2 separate regions of the Mus musculus genome follow, and region 2 is linked to region 1. Evidence: chromatin contacts called from public HiChIP or PLAC-seq data. All regions are on one chromosome and are shown on one strand. Each heading gives the region's core, a stretch centred on a gene start, on an enhancer-like site or on the middle of the called end of the contact. The rest is flanking DNA. Distances are from core to core; before and after follow the strand shown. Region 1 overlaps Cmah (cytidine monophospho-N-acetylneuraminic acid hydroxylase). Region 2 has its middle 28 kb from the start of Ripor2.

Region 1 (5,746 bases), core at 1,782-4,281:
TGAAAGACTGAGGCACACTCACGACGGAACATTTCACTGAAGCTGACCCAGGAGAAAGGGTATTCTGCTAAAGCAAGAACATGAAAGAGCACATGATAAAAGATTCTTTGCTAACAACACATATGTATTAGTTTGCCTTACATTGCATAGTTGAGCTGCATTTGTCAAGACTCCACAAACTCATGCTGATTAGATACACGTGCTGAGGTAAGACCTGCAGAGGGCACATGATGCCTGGAGGGTATAAATAGGACTCGATGGACAGTGAAGAAGACAGAGCTTGGTTTGCTTATAGAGCTCGCTGTTCAATGCTTGTGGGTCTTGTATCTTTGCTGATCTTAACTTCCCCAAGAAAGGCACAGCAGAGAACTTCTGGTGTCCCTCATGGTCCCTCCTGCTGACTTGAGCTGAGGCTGAGGCCTGGCTGTCTCTGCTAAGTAGTACCACTGTTGCTGATTCATGTTTGCTATCACGACTCAAATGAAACTGTGCTGCTGGCATATCTGTGAAATGTTTTCGAGTGGATCGAGCTGCCGTTGCTAACCTGGAAGCTGCTGATAGGAGTTGCCCTAAGGAACCTTTCTAAACAGGTCCATACTCCCAACCCCCATCCTTTCTTTCCCACTACCTCTGGTGGGTGGTGGGCTAAAGGGGATGTTAAAGTGTTTAAGAACCATTATTAAAAATAAGGTTTGAAAAACTTAAAGTTACATGTGTGCCAGGCTAGAAACCCCCTCAATTGCTTGCCATTTCCTATAAAACCTTGTCCTGGTGAGAGCTTGAGGCTTCACCCTCCATTTCTGCTGTGTCAGAGACAGCTGTGTGGCTCAAGCTTGAGACCCTACTGGGATTGCATCAGAATTGACTCCTTGGTGGCCTTTTAGGATTCACAAGTCAGGCACAACACTGAAATAGGTATCTAGTCTTCCATTTGTGACTCCCTTTCATTGAGTATTTGGTTTGTTTCCAGGAGAGTTCCCAGTGCTATTGGCAGTCCTGTTAGAACCATAAACACTGACCAGATAACAAGGGCAACAATCCAAGGGAGAGCAAAGCTAAAGTTCCCACAGAAAATAAAGTCAGGATGCTGATTGATTCATATTAAATTCTAGCTTAATTGCTTAAAAATGGTTTTATATGGCTGGAGAGAGCACTTAGTAGTTAACTGTGTATTCTGCTCTTGCAGAAGACTGGGTGGAGTTCAGTTCCCAGCATTCAGGTTGGGAGCTTACTGTCACCTGTCATTCTGGATCCAGGGGAGCCCAATAATGAGCCTCCTTGGGCATATGCGTATACCCCACACAGATATACGTATATGCATAAGTAAAAATAAAATAAGCCTTTAAAAATACCCTTTACAAAAGCACTTTTTATGGATACTAATGAGAGATGGCCCAGTGGTTAAGATGCTATTATGTCATGAGGACCAGAATTTAGATTCCAGCACCCACATCTGGCAGCTCACAAATGCCTATACCTCTAGCTCCAAGGGATTTGATGCTCCAAAGGTATCTGAACATACAAGTATACATATACTCCCCCATATACGTAAATAACAACAACAACAAAATAATGTACTACACACAGAGAACGGAGAAACCACCATCGCAAACAGCTCTAAGTCTCCATTGAATTTTATCATATTTTAACATCTTTGTTTCAGACACAGGAATTTTTTTCTATTGCCTTTTATCTCCCTCCCTGACCCCTTTCTCTTTCCTTTGGTTTCTCAGTGTAGCCTTGGCTTTCCTAGGACTCACTCTGCAGACCAGGCTGGACTTGAACTCACAGAGATCTGCCTCTGCCTCCTGAGTGCTGGGATTAAAGGCATGCACCACCATGGCCCAGCTCTAATGCTTTTTCTAAAGAGTTTGCAGATACAGTGTGGACTTCATATATTTTTCAGTCTGGAAAGGTTGTTGCAATCTTATCAATTACTTTACATTGTGATATCCCTTTGATTTTCTATATAAATAATCATATTTATGCAAATCAGACAGTATTTTCTCTCTTACAGCTGTCTGACAATAATGCTTATTTGCAGTTTTAGGAATTGAGACTATGACCTTGCTCTTGATAAACAAGTTCTCTGCCACTAAGGTGCAACCCCTGTCCTGGTGTACACTCTATGCTGGGAGCTCTTCAGCACTTCTGACTTCTTTACCCAATCTCATTCAGGTGCCATCTGATGGTGCATCTGTGCCCTGAGGATTGGCTCAGCAACATCACACAAACAACACAAAAGGAGGAGAGGTTAACACTCCATGAACATTGACAGATGGGAACTCAGGAAGTGGAAAAAGGCTTCACCCTTCCTTTTCTCGCAAATGGTTCTGGCAGGCAGGTTCAAGGCTTCTGAGAGAAGACATTTTCTCTCCCCCTTTGGGGCCCCACTGTTGATTGCTGGCATGCTTGCCTTGTTTCTGACGTGTTTCAGTAGGAACACGTCTACTCTTGGATGGAGAACAGTATTAGGAAACTCACAGCCAGTGTGTATCTGGATTCTAAGTAATTCATCTTTGTTGTCAGCTTGACTGACCTTAGAATACCCTGGGAGACTTACTTCTGGGAACATTTGTGAGAGCTTGTCCAAAGATTACAGAGACAAGAAGACCCGCCCTGCATGTGAATGACTCCACCCCATGAGCTAAAATTGAAGAGGAGGAAGGAAACTAAGCAGAAGTCCACCCAACTCTCTGCTTCCTGATCTGCCCAGATGTGGGCACACAGTTGTATCAAGCTCTACATGGCACCCTCACCAAAGACAATTCTGCCATTTTGCCTTTCCTGCTACTATAAACCTCAAACCTGGAACCAAAATAAACCCTTGTGCTGTTGAGTTGTTAATCACAGAGGCGAAAAAATAACTAATACACTTCCCAAAAGACAGCCACTGCTGATGAACAAGGGGCCATTCTCTACATCAGCCTTTCCCCCTTAAATACAAAGGGGTACTAGTGGCTGAGGTGGCTAGCGTGACTCCCCTCTTTAAAGAATGATCAGATGACCCATATGTCAAGAACAGAGGTCAGCTGAGTCCTTAGTACAGAACCATTGCCACCTAGTGGCAGCCCAGATTATAATGGGACTCTTGTACCACAGAAAGGGGAGTGTTTCTTCCTCATCAAAATTAATTCTAGTCCAAATTTGGATCTGCTCTCAGAGTTGGGACGTATCACACAACACCACTATCCTGTGTTGCTTCCTCACCATTGTCAACTCAATGGATCTACAGTCATCTAGGAAACAAACTGAGGTGTGTGTGTGTGTGTGTGTGTGTGTGTGTGTAAGCATTCTCAGAGAGGTTTAACTGCAAGGAAAGATTTACGTTGAACTTGGGTTGTACTCTCATGGGCTGAGATTCTGGAGAGAGTAAAAGTGATTTGAGTACCACCATCCCCCTCCCCCCACTCTTTTTCTCTCTTGCTACCATGCCTTCACCATCATGATGGACTATACCCTCAAAGGATGAACGAACCCCAATAAGCCCTTCCTTAAGTTTCCTCTGTCAGATATTTTGTCACGGTGACACCATGGTAATACAATCTTCGTGGTAGTCCATGGATTTTTGCTTCACAGCACATCCTTGTGGAGTGCACTGGTTTTTATCAGCACTGTTTTGAGGCAGGGTTCACTTTGATGCAGGGCTCACATAGTTTAGGTTGGCCTCCAACTTGCTATGTAGCCAAGAATCACTTTGAACTCTCAATTCTCCTTCTTCTCCCAACTGCTAGGACCACAGGTGTGTGCCACGACAGCTTCTCCCAACTGCTAGGACTGCAGGTGTGTGCCACGACAGCTTCTCCCAACTGCTAGGACCACAGGTGTGTGCCACGACAGCTTCTCCCAACTACTAGGACTACAGGTGTGTGCCAAGACAGCTTCTCCCAACTGCTAGGACCACAGGTGTGTGCCACGACACCTGCTCAATCTCACTGGATTGACCCATGTCCTAGAAAACAAGGGGATCCCAGGTAACAGGCTAGGAATGGGCTAACCAAAACTCAAGTTTTAAATGTACCAGTTAGGGTATAATAGTCTAGAAGAATATGCTCTCACAGACAGCCACTAGTAAACGTATATGACAGGCAATGTATGATGTCATTCCTCCTGCCAGTCTGGCTTTCTAGAGGAGGATAATTCTGCTCATTCTCTTATCTAACAGTTGCAGGATTCTTCATCTCCTTCCATGATGCTGAGTTCTGCTGGTTGGAGGCCAGGAGTGCCAACAACAACTATTGGGTTTCCTCCTACTACTGAAGTGAAGGGCACAGAAAGACAATGACAAGTCGCCGGGATGACAGATTCAGATTACTAAAGGGAAATCAGGTTGCTAGTACATAGTAGTGCTTAGAAAGTCTATGCTGAAACTCAAAGACAACTTGTGCTATTAAAGAATTCATGTGTTCACCTATAAAGAAGTCCAGAAATACACAATGGAGACAAAATAAACAGCATCTTCAACAAATGGTGCTAGTTAACCTGGGCAGCCGCATCTAGAAGATCCAAATAGATCCATACCTGTCACCTCACACAAAACTCAACTCCAAATGGATCAAAGGCTTCAACATAAAATCAAATACACTGAACCTGATAGAAGAGAAAGTGGGAAATAGCCCTGAACTCTTTGGCACAGAAAAAGACTTTCTGAACAGAACACTATTAACATGGTCACTAAGATCCACAATTAATTAATTGGACCTTGTGAAACTGAAAAGATTCTGCATGTCAAAGGACAGCATTATTCAGACAAAGTGGCAGCCTACAAAATGGAAAATGTTTTACCAACTACACATTTAATAGAGGGCTACTATTCAAAATATAGGGAAAAAAATCTAAAAAAAAAAATCCTAGGTATCAAGGAAACAAATACCTCAGTTAAAAAGTGGTACACAGAAGTGGGAGAGAGGACAGCATAGATCATATAATGAATTCCTTATATGTGAAGTTTTCCACAAAACAAAAAAGAGACAGTCAAACAACCTTGCCTATCAATGCAGCATTACATTACATTTTGTTTAAATTTAAAAAGTTTATGTATGTTTATGATACAGACGAGAAAACCCTGAGAATATGTCTTCTCACTTCTAATTGATTAGAATCTCTGAAAATGTAACCAGCATAATGTTCAATTGTAGACACTAAAAGACAAGTAAAATGTGAGAAATGCAATATTGATTAATAAAGAAAAAGAAAGAAAAAAGTGGTATACAGATCTAAACAATAACAACAACAAAAAAATCTCGAAAGAGGAAACTCAAATGATTGAGAAACATTTAAATGTTTAACATCCTTCACCATCAGGGAAATGTAAACCAAAAGTCCTTTAAGCTTTCATTTTACCTCTGTCTGACTGGCTAAGACAAGTGATAGCTCATGCTGGCAAGGATGTAGAACAAGGGTAACTCTCTTCTATTGCTGATGAGAGTGCAGACATGTATAGCCACCATGAAAATCAGTGTGGCAGTTCCTCGGGAAGGTGGGATTGATCTACCTCAAGATACAGCTATACCATTCTTTGACATATACCCAAAGGATGCTTCATCCATTCACAAAGGCACTTGCTCAACTATATTCGTGTCTGCTTTATTTATTCATAATAGCCAAAAATTGAAAACAACCTAAATATCCTCCCTTGACAGTAGTGGATAAAAAAAAGTTATACATTTATATAATTGAATATTAATCAACCATTAAATAAAATAAAATCATGAAATTGCAGATAAATGGATAGAATTAGAAAAAA
Region 2 (5,746 bases), core at 1,669-4,168, 270 kb before region 1:
AGAAGGAGAAGAAGAAGAAGAAGAAGAAGAAGAAGAAGAAGAAGAAGAAGAAGAAGAAGAAGAAGAAGAAGAAGAAGAAGAAGGAGAACAAAGAAAATGTAGCTTAAAAAACAAACAAACAAACAAAAAACAACCCAACCCAGCAGCAGTCCCTCCAAAAGGGAGGAGTTAAAGCCCAGCTTTCACGTGACCACCAGTGGTTTGCACCACCACCCAGAACTACCCAACAGATTCCACCAGTGTGTGACAGATAGATACTACAACCCCATCTGGGGCTTTTCTAGAGGCAGAAGATGCAAATGAAGGAAGGTGTCAGTTGAGGAGCTGTGGTTCACCCCAAGTGTTTATTTTTAGTCTTGTTTACTGTGTGTTTTTGAAGACTCCCAGTGTTACCTTTGCGCTGAGAGCCCGTTCCTTCCTTCTGTAACTGCCTTGGAATTATGCCAATTGTTTCCCAAGGGGAATCTTGATGGTAGGGCTAAGCAAGTCAAGCAGTTAACCCAGGGGTCAAGAGTCGTTGAGGATGGACCAGCAGCACTATCGAGGGTCTATCTATGAACCAGTTCCTATGGGGAGGTTCCCCCAAAAGTAGGGACATGCTGAGTCCTGCTGGGATCACCGGCCATCTCAACCAGGGCAGAGACTGCCCTTCAGGGAAAGCCTAGAAATGCTGTGTGCTGGGATTGAGCAATGGCTGGGGATCATTTATGGTACATGGGTCTTGCCCCTTAGGGCAGGACGCTTCCTGCAAATGGACAGGAACTGCCCATTAGGGTAGGAGGAACTGTCTTGTCCCAAAAGCCAGTAGTGTTCACTCGAAAAATAGCAAGAGGCAGACAGCTTGCCCTAGATCTCCGTTGCTTCTGGCCACCCACCTCCTTACCCCAGTTCCTATGAAAATGCTATTTCTGGTGAATTAATAGCATAAGCTGAGTGAATTAGGTCCAGATGTCAGAACCTGGCTGTGGTATAGAGTTTTATCTTGCGCAGTTGAGACAAAAGAGAGGATGGGAGCCGAGTCGTTCTCAGCCATCGCCCTGTGTTCGTAGCCTCGTCAAGTGTGTCCCACCGACCACCATCCAGTGGGCTGAATGAAAAGGAGAGAGAGAGTGCACACCAGCATTCATCTCCCAGCTTCCTGACTACAGACACAATGTGACCAGCTGCCTCGCGTTTCCATTGCTGTGCTTCCCAGCCACGGTGGACTAGACCCTAAAACCCTTTAGCCAAATAGCCAACCTTCCGTCCTTCCTTCCTTCCTTCAATTGCTTTTTGCCAGGTGTTCGGTCACAACCATCTGTGTCAATGTAACCTTTTCAGGTCTGTTTCCCTACCTCTGAATAAGTGAAACTGTGTCCCTGCAGAACCAGGCGCTGGAGTCGTCATGTGACCTTATTTGGGAATAGGGCTTGTGATGACTATAAGTGGTGAACATGAGCACACATCATCACAATGCAGTAGGGGGATCCTGAGCTCATTATCATAATGGAACAGGGATCCTTAATCCAATATGAACAGGTCTCTTATAAAATGAGGACATTTAAAGAGAGACATGGGAAGAAGAGTGCACCACTTGAGGACAAAGGCAGAGATCTATGAACAATACCATAGACGGCCAATAAAGCACGAGAAGAGACATGAGTGGGCTTTCTCTCTCATCCCTTAGAAGGAATCATCTCTAACGACACTTGACCTCTGGTTTCCAGGCTCTAGAACTATGCAGCAGTGAGTATCACTGTTGAAAACCACCTAGTTCATGGTATACTGTCATGACAGGCCCAGCAAACAACTGTGCTCACGGGTTTGGCTAGTTTTGAGGATTAAATAGAATAATTTAAATCAGGACCACACAAGTTGTAGTAGTTTGAATACAAATGACCCCAATAGTCCCACGGGAAGTGTGGCCTTGATGGAGTAGGTATGAATTTGTGGGATGAAGTGTGTCACTGGGGTGGGTTTTTAGGTCTCAAAGGTCCAAGGCAGGCCTAGTGTGTCTGTCTCTTCCTACTGCCTACCAATCCAGATGTAGAACTCTTAACTACACAGCTCCACATCTGCCTGTATGCCACCATGCTTTACGCCATGAGGATAATGGGCTGAGGAATTTCTGAACTGTAAGCCAGCCCCAGTTAAGTTTTCTTTTAGAAGTGTTGCTGTGATCATGGTGTCTCTTCACAGAAATAAAACTCGAAGACAACAGTGCACAGTAAGTTTCTGTTCTAATCATCCCATCTAAAAGCCCCATGGGGCATCTTAGAGCACATTTCAAAGTCCCTATGGGGATGGAGAATGCACCTTCCCTACGCTGTGATGGTTTTGGTAAGAAGGCTCCCATAAGCTCATCTATTTGAATGCTCAGGGCACAGCATTATTTGAAAGGATTAGAGAGCAGGCTTTGAAGTTTCAAAAGCCTAGGCCAGGCCCAGTGTCTCTCTCTTCCTGCTGCTTGTAGATCTTGATACAGAACTCTCAGCTACCTCTCCAGCCCCCATGCTTCCTGCCATGATAATAATGGAGTAAATCTCTGAAACTGTAAGCCAGCCTCGAGGAAATGCTTTCTTTTATAAGAGTTGCCGTGGGCATGGTGTCTCTTCACAGCAGTAGAACAGTGACTAAGACACATGCCCTATATAAAGTCTCAGTAACCCTCAGTACTCGGATCAGTTACTTTTTTTGCTGCCATAATAGAATGTGATATCAGACAGAGACAAGGACAGAAACACGGTGAAGGAGGAAATTTCCATTTTTGGCTCTCACAGTTCAAGAGGATACAGTTCATCCCAGAGGAGGACGGAAGCTGTGGTTGGGAATGGCTTATATTTGTGGCAGCTGAGAATGATGTATCAGCAGTGAGAGAGTAATAGTATCAGCTGTGAGGAAGCAGAGGGAACAGCTGGTGTATATCTCATAACCGGACTCACTGATCCACGTCTTCCTCTGAAGACACACTTCCTAAAGGTCTCACAATCCCCCCAAATGGTGTTACCAGATGGAGACCAACTACTCAAACACATGAGCCCATGGGAGATATTTTATATCCAAATCATCTCTCCTCTAGTCTCCTTCGCTCCAATTGAGATGTCTTAAAAATAACTAACAAAATCAGGGCAGAAGCTGCGAAGACTCTCTTGAACGCAGAGATACAGAAAACACAGCCTTTGTCTCCAGATTTTACAATCACCTGAGAAAGAAGCTGTGCATGTTTGATGGTTAGGTGAGGAGAAAAGTTAATGGAATTAGATAATGCATTTATATGTAAGAATTTCCTGAATATTACACAAACTAAGAAATCTTATACAACACAAATAGTATGATTGAATTTATATAAAAATCCCCAAGTGGGCAGAATGGAAAAAGAACATGTGTAAGTAAAAGCTAACATATATACAATGCTGCATATAGCTCTAAACTTATTGGCTTACTGAATTTTTACACCAAGCCTATACACAGGTATAATTAGTATCTGCAATTTAAGGTTCAAAGAGTAAAGTGGCTTGCCCAAATCTTGAGTCTGGTAAGTGGCAGAGAGGCTGACATTTGACCCAGGCCTCAGAGTCCACATCCTTCAATACTACACCATGCTGACCAGAATATCTGTAAGGAATAAGGGTAATGGGCTTTGTTTTCAGCTCCCCATTGCAAGTCTTTGCTTACATGGCTTCCTTACCCAGAAGGCCCCTCCTATCTGGTCTCCCAACTTGGAAAATGTCTACTTATCTTCGGAGCTTAGTTCAAGAGCTATCTCTTTCATGAACCCCCGAATTAGTTACATTTTTTTTCATTGCTGTGACCAAATACCAGATAAAAGGCAAAGTCAGAGAGGGGAGGCATGGTTCATGGTTTGTGAGCTATAGTTCATCACAACAGGGAGGGTATGGGGATCACTGGCTGCAAGGCAGCATGAGTATGAGGCAGCTGCTTGTTCACATCTCAGTGGCCCAGGAAGCAGAGAGGAAGGGACAGGGAGAGGGGAAGGAGAGAGATTCAGGAGTGTGCTTGTTTCTGTTGAACACTCGACAAAAGTAGCCCTAAGGGAGGAAGGATCATTATGCATGCAGGCCATCATCTCCAGGAAGTCAAGGCTGGACTTCACAGCCACTGCGAAGAGCAAAGAGAGAATGAGGGCATGTATGCTTGCTTTTGTTCAGGCTTCTTCCTCTCCACCTGTACACAGTCCAAGACTCAAACCAAAGGAACAGCTCCTCCTATAGCGGTGGGCCTTCCCACCTAACTTAACACAATCAGGAAGAAACGTCACAGGCATGACCATGGGCCAACCCGATCTAGACAGCGCTGCATTGGGGCTCTCTTCCCAGGTGATTCTAGACTGTGACAGGTTGAGGACCCAAACTGACATTATTTATTTATTTTATGTTTTTCATTTTTTTCCTGTGGTGAGTGTGTGTGTACATGTTTGGAAACCTAAATTTGATGTTAGAAATCTTCCACTTTTTCTTGTAAGCTAGCATCTCTCAGTTACATGGTTAGTCTCTCTAGCCACCTTTCCCTGGGGATCCCACGTGTTTGCCTTTTCAGGTCGGAAACCCAGTTGCGAGGGTTTAGGGAGCTGTACGCTGGCCCCCATGCTTGCGTGGTAAGCATTTTAGCTGCTCAGAACCATATCCCCAACCCACAGTGCTAATCACTCTTATTTTGCAATACACTTTTTATCATACTTGACATATTGCAATTATGTATTTTATGGAGTGCACAGTGACATTTAAATACATGTATCCAACGTGCAGTGATCAGATTGAAGTAATTGCCCTTTATCGTCTCAGACATTCGTCACTTCTTTGTGCAGAGGGAGCTGTGACTAAGAAGGAAGGGGTACATCTGAAAGGGAAAGTGAAGCCCAAGTTTCTCAGTGAGGCAGACAGCAGTAAAAGCAGTTTAAGAGGAGAATAACATAATTTGCTTCCAATCAATGTGAGGATGCACCTCAGTCACTTGGACCAAAGGCTGATTGGTCACACGTGGGCTAAGTCTCACTGTAGACCTTCACATAAGCTCAGGGATGGGCAACATTTGGGTACTCTATATTCTTCCTGTTATGTAAGTCTGATGGCAATTGTGCAAGGCCTGCTTCTTGCCCTGAGAAACTGCTTCCTTCTTGCATTCACTCATTCATTCATTCATTCATTCACTCATTCATTCATTCATTCATTTGAAAAATAATAATGATCTATCTACCAGAGCTTAGGTGCAGTGGGAAGCTCTGAGGTAAAAGTATTTGTGCTTAGTGTATCTATGCATGACAAGGAATATTAACAAAAGGTTATTATCTTTTGGTATGAAGAATTAGGTTGCAATAATCTCAGTCTGTAATTTGTGTATATTTTGTGCATGTGTGTGTATATGTGTGTACATGTGTTTTGCCTGCATTATGTATAAATACCATTTGCATGCCTGGTACCTATGGAGATCAGAAGAGGGCATCAGATTCCCTGGAACTGGACTTAAGGATGGTTGTAAATTTCCATGTGGCTGCAGGGAGTCAAACCCAGGTCCTCTACAAGAGCAGCCAGTGCTCTTAACTGCTGAGCCATCTCTTCAGCAATTTTTTCAACAATTTTTTTTTTCAGATTTACCAACTTAAGAACAGGGGAGAGAAGATGAACTAAATAGATGTAAAAGAAGTAGAAAGAAGAACAAGGTAGGAGAGAGGAACTGAAACTGTGGAGTAGCTGGAATCACGGGGGAATACTGAAAAGATTGCAAAGCTAGAAATAACCTTTTCGTTGGG

Evidence for each region. HiChIP or PLAC-seq counts read pairs in DNA pulled down with a chosen protein or histone mark.
Region 2: a contact with region 1 is called in an H3K27ac HiChIP or PLAC-seq map of large pre-B cells, with 2.8 times the contacts expected there. The contact joins two enhancer-like sites. A contact is called at or near these places in 3 of 39 promoter capture datasets (hematopoietic stem and progenitor cells, liver and pre-B cells), 2 of 15 datasets of contacts at CTCF or cohesin (CD8 T cells and large pre-B cells), 5 of 484 Hi-C or Micro-C datasets (B cells, the G1E-ER4 cell line, embryonic stem cells and 2 more), 3 of 115 datasets of contacts at active chromatin or transcription factors (large pre-B cells, memory CD8 T cells and pro-B cells) and 2 of 9 other capture datasets (adipose tissue and liver).

What each region holds. Positions count from the first base shown.
Region 1 is chr13:24,335,371-24,341,116 of GRCm38.p6, reverse strand. All of the region lies in intron 1 of Cmah (cytidine monophospho-N-acetylneuraminic acid hydroxylase), which reads right to left. It overlaps Gm11342 (predicted gene 11342), which reads left to right. Exons shown (of 4, transcript NR_167750.1): 3 at 3,735-3,865; 4 at 4,166-4,418. Among named protein-coding and RNA genes, the nearest start is that of Cmah, 11 kb to the right of the region's middle. Within about 2 kb of position 3,031, at least 98 of the 459 cell types and tissues checked have an H3K27ac peak or open chromatin away from gene starts, as enhancers often do.
Region 2 is chr13:24,608,158-24,613,903 of GRCm38.p6, reverse strand. It overlaps a transcript of Ripor2 not described here. Among named protein-coding and RNA genes, the nearest start is that of Ripor2, 28 kb to the left of the region's middle. Within about 2 kb of position 2,918, at least 4 of the 459 cell types and tissues checked have an H3K27ac peak or open chromatin away from gene starts, as enhancers often do.